2 separate regions of the Gossypium hirsutum genome follow, and region 2 is linked to region 1. Evidence: chromatin contacts called from public Hi-C data. All regions are on one chromosome and are shown on one strand. The core of a region is the stretch at or near the end of the contact, and the rest is flanking DNA. Distances in the headings are between cores, read along the strand shown.

What was found. A called contact is a pair of places that touch in the nucleus more often than the background predicts.
Region 2: a contact with region 1 is called in a Hi-C map of leaf, with 2.4 times the contacts expected there. The contact joins the promoter of LOC107896742 here to the promoter of LOC107896745 in region 1. A contact is called at or near these places in 7 of 34 Hi-C or Micro-C datasets (callus and leaf).

The regions. Positions count from the first base shown.
Region 1 is chrA10:91,824,584-91,827,240 of Gossypium_hirsutum_v2.1, reverse strand. LOC107896745 (callose synthase 5) reads left to right here and starts at 1,324. Exons shown (of 43, transcript XM_041079018.1): 1 at 1,324-1,525; 2 at 1,661-1,918; 3 at 2,037-2,137. The coding sequence starts at 1,732.
Region 2 is chrA10:92,030,492-92,033,148 of Gossypium_hirsutum_v2.1, reverse strand. LOC107896742 (ras-related protein RABC1) reads right to left here and starts at 1,336. Exons shown (of 7, transcript XM_016822007.2): 1 at 1,163-1,336; 2 at 706-954; 3 at 1-58. The coding sequence starts at 838.

The sequences.
Region 1 (2,657 bases), core at 75-2,574:
AAATATTAAAAAATCAAATTTGATTTTTTATAAGGGAAATGAGTAAGAAATCTCTAAATATTGCACTCAAGATTTGATGTCAACTGGATTTCATTTCAAGAGAAACCCTTTGCCTTTATATCATAGGCTCATTTGAAATTATATTTGGTATTCATCTTAAGCCACACTTCATTATATTTAAATTGTTTAAATTTTGCATTAAAATTTAACATTTATATATTTTCATTCAATTAATAACTGAAAAAATCATGAAAAGAAATTAAATAGAATTAATAATTTTGTTCATTCTCTAATTATGGTTAGATATTTTTTTTATTGTTATAACATTTAAATTATTAAAATAAATATTATATTTTAATTAAATTCAATAATTCAAATATTACTTTATAAGGAATAAAAATATATTATTAAACAAATTAAAAATTAGGAATAAAAATATATTATTAAACGAATTAAAAATTAAACACATAAAATCACATAAAAAATGAATATAAATAAAAAATATTGAAAAATTAAGATACAAAAACTATTTAAGTAATAATTTCTAAATTTATATAAATTTAACTTGTATTAAAATAATGTTATATCCAAATAAAGCATACTATATCAAAAGTATTTGGTAAAAAATTTCTACAGTTTCTTTTAATTTTAATATTAAGAAAATTAGTTTATTTCAAAAAAAAATTAGAGGAATTTAATCCCTATCAATTTTAAAAGTGAACAGCTAAGGACAATTAATTATAATGTTAACGTTTTTTGTCGATTTTACATAAATTTGACTAGTATAATAACAAATTTAGTTCTCATAATTTATACATTTTATCAATTTGGTCATGATTTAACAAATTTAGCCCCAATATTTCTGTAAATATGAAAATGTTAAGGCTAGATTTGTTGAATTTTTAGAATCAAAATCAAATTAATAAAATTTGTAAGCATTGAGGGCTAAAATTGTTATTGTACCAATTAAAATCATATACGATGAAAGAAATTTCCGCCATGATTAATTCTCCTTGATTGCTCAATTTCAAAATTGGCAGGGATTAAATTGCTCCAATTTTTTGAGAGGGACTAATTTGCTCAATTCAAAATTGGGAGGGACTGGAGATGTCTTTTTACCAAAGTTTTTCTTCTCGACTCCCTTTGCCAAACCAGGCTCTCACCCGGCCCCACTTATAATGGTGAAAAAGGGTAAACAAAAAGGAAAAGAAAATGAAAGAAAGAGTCAGTGTTATATTCGTAATTTGATATCATAGTTAGTTGTTTTCGGGGAGCCGAGAATTCAGATGATATATAAAAGAGGTACATAGCCGATTCTTGCATTGCATTCCGTTAATGACATTCTGTCAATATTCATTTTTTTATCAACTTTCTCTCTCAATTTCTTTGTTTCTTTTCCACTCTTTCCCTCACAATATCTCCTTTCCGATTCATTTTCTCTGAGTTTCGTAACAGTGATATACTCTCCTCCTCCTCCCGTCCCTGGCTCAAGCCCTCACTCGTCTTCAAGTTTCCGAGAGAGCAGGTAATTTTTGAAACCCTAACCTAAACCTGATTATTGATTTCTACTTGACTCATGGGAGAGATGTTATCTGCTCTCTGACTCTGCATCTCTACGCTACATTTAGTCATATATATCTTTCTTTTCTGTTTTCTGTAGGATTTTTGTGTAGCAGAGAGTTGAGAAGGCTTTGTTTCAAGCTAGCGAGTTAACTCGGTCGGTAGTACGTGATGGCGAATGCCGAAACGGGACCGCAAGGGCTGACAAGGCGGCCGTCGCGGAGCGCTTCGACCACAACGTTCTCCACGGAGGTGTTCGACAACGAGGTCGTTCCTTCGTCACTTAGTTCTTCCATCACTCCCATCCTCCGCATTGCCAAAGAGATCGAACCTGAACGTCCCCGTGTCGCGTATCTTTGTACGTCTCAAAACTTTCTTTTCTGTTATTTCATTATTTTCATTTTCATGCGTTAAGTTTTCTAAATCAAACTTTTCTTACTTTTTTACATAAAAAAATTCATGGCGAAATAAAACAGGTCGTCTCTATGCTTTTGATAAAGCAGATAGGTTGGATCCCAACTCCACCGGACGTGGAGTGAGGCAGTTCAAGACTGGTTTGCGGCAAAGATTAGAGAGAGTAAATTTATTGCATTTCTTCTATAATTTGGTTCTGTTTTATCGTAAGAGAAAATTATTAAAATAATAATAATACCTGTGATTTGCCAGAAAAAAAAGGGGGAAAAAAAACTAAAAAAAGGAGCGATAATGTAACCTACTCAATCACGTATAAACTTGAGTTTATCTGCCTTGGTTGTTTGTTTTGCGTAATATTTTGGATAATGTCTTGTGTGCTTGGATTTTATCTCTATAGGTCTTAGCGTGGTTTGCTAAAATTTACAGGTTGTTGGATTTTTTTGATAGATGATCTTATTAATATCTTAAATATATCTTAATGAGATGTATAATAATTCTCTAATCTCTTTCAGAATTTAAAAGGTCTATTGACAAATAACTTTTTTTTTAATAATTTAAAACTGAATAAAAGTTTCTTAAATTAATTTTGACTTCTCAAATTACGCAAAGATTAGTATTCCCTTTTTTTAAAGGAAGATTAGTATTTTTTTGAAGTACAGATGTCTTCCCTCTTTTTTCTTCAA
Region 2 (2,657 bases), core at 87-2,586, 210 kb before region 1:
ATTGCAAGCTTCAGCTTTTTATCCCCGGCATTTACATATTTCACTTTAAAATCAACACCTACACAACAAAACAAGTAGAGTTCTAAATCAGGACATAAAGATATGTAAGCAGATTAATGATTCTTATAATCAGTTTAATGTGAATGCACTGAAGGCTTTACAGAAGTAGAATAGTTTAACCAAGACCACATTGCAAGATCATCAATCCATTCTAGATTTCTAATAAAATAAAATTTTCATTCCCAATTTACAGTCTTTCTGTTCACTCATCATATTTCCTTTCTTTTTATCAAAAGACAAAACAAAACTATCCACAAAAAGACAATGCAAACCTCATTTCTCAGAATCATAAAACCAAGAATTAATTTGGCACATCCAACATTTGAGATCCAATCGAGTTAAAATTTAAGATTTGGAAACTCTATTCTTAAGCATTTGGATAATTCCTAGTGGTTAAACTGGAAAACGCAAGTAACAACGGCATCCATACATAAGTAAATTCGTACAATTTTCTCCAAAAGAAAGTTATGTTTTCAATTTTTCTTCAAAAAATTTTTTTGGTAAGCCGCCTTTTGATCTTGAAAAGAAAATCCAAAAGGGAGCGTAGATATCTTCATGTTCCAGAGATCAAGACAATGCCATTATAAATTATAAGACATAAAAAGGAATAAAAGTTGATGAGCACAGTTCAAAATGAATACTGACCAATAGTGGGAGAGAGTTCCTCAAAGGAATCGGAAGTGAAACTTAAAAGAAGACTACTCTTTCCAACTCCTGAATCTCCTATCATCAGCAACTTGAACAAGTAATCGAACTCCGCTTGATTCGACGACTCCATTTTTCAATTAATTTACCAATTGAACTATCTTTCTTTCAAATAACACCAAATTTCTACGATCGGATCTCCCAAATCCAGCCCTCTTTCTCTTTTTCACCTGATCAACGCATCTAAACCTGAAAAACAACATGGAAGCAAAATCATATGTATAGATTTGGATTTCAACGAGATAAAAGGTTGAATCTAACAATATCCTTATCATGTATCCCAAAGAATTTATTAATTGAGAAAAGAAAACTCCTTACACAGGTTTAGATCATGGTTGATCATACATATTTATAGAATTTATTTTATACATCAAAATTAAATATAATAAGAGATTACCTCTCGGAAAAGAAAAATGGTGAGAAGAAAATGAAATAATGGAGGAGAGAGCGAGACAGAATTTCTGATTAGCAGGGTTAATTGAGAAAAATAAAAAATAAAACTTTTAAACTAAAACTTAAAAAGAACTTGTAAATGCAAAAGGGCAAAGTAAGGAATTACAAGAATAGTAGCGCGCGTGGGTTTGGCTCTTTCCATTCCAACGCCAGAAAATAAAAAATTGGCAATAACCGGGTCGGGTCCTGTGAACTCGGATGATTTATGTTTTGACTTTTTTTGAGTAGACGAACAAATCATTGGACATCTCTGATTTCATCTTAGATTTTCATTTTGGGGCAAGTAAAGGTCGAGGTAGAGGTGATGATGGGCTGGGTCGAGCCAGGTTTGAATCGGACTCATACAAATTTTTAGGCTTGTATATTGGGCCCGGGCTCGGCTCGGCCTGAAATATAGGCCTAAAATTTTGTCCAAGTCCGGCCCGAAATAAAATTATTAAGCCCGAGCCTGGCTCGGCCCGGCCCATATTAAATTTTTTTTATTTCATTAAATAAAAAAATTTAAAAATATAATAAATCAAATATATTTAAAAACATAAAAACAAATATTAAAACAAATAAAAATAATACTAAAACAATTCTTAAAACAATACACTAATTAATAATATAATAAAAAATGGTTATATTAAAAATTTAAAATAATTAAAAATAAAATAAAAAATATATATTAATATATAATTCGGGTCGGGCCGGGCCAGGCCCGGGCCAAAAAACTCTTACCCGAGGCCCGAGCCGTTTTCTAAACGGGCCTCGTTTTTTTGCCCAAGCCCATTTTTCGAGCCTATATTTTTACCCAAACCCTCCTATTTTTCAGGCGGGCCTTCGGGCCGGGCCGGGGCCCAGCCCATGATCAGCTCTAAGTAGAGGTGAGCATGGTTGGAGTCAGGTCGAGTGAGGTTAGAGTTAGGTCAATTAAAAATTTAGGGTTTAAAATTTTGTTTAAGTTTAAACTAAATAAAAATGTTAAAATTCGAGCCTAACTCAGTCGGACTCTCCCATATTAAATTTTATATTATTTTTATATAATTTTAAATATATATAATATATCAAAAAACTAAAAATATCAAAATAAATATTTTTTAACAAATTAAAAATAAATTTTAAAAATATGTATATTTAAATAAGACTAAGATAGATGCAACTTAACAAGAAAATGTCTCTAAAATAATAACAAAATTAACAAATGTCTTTAAGGTAGCAAAATAGAGAGAAAACAACAAGAAAATAATATTTAAAAAAAGTAAATTTTTTTGTCTTTTAGTGGATTCGGGTTGGGCTCGGGCCAAAAATGCCTTACTTGAAGCCAGACCCATTTTTTAAACGAGTCTTATTTTTTTTGTCCAAGCCCTTTTTAAGGCCTATATTTTTGTCCAAAACCTCTTACATTTCGGCCGGGCCTGATCAGGTCTAGGGGCAAGTAGCAATTTCTGTTTATACAA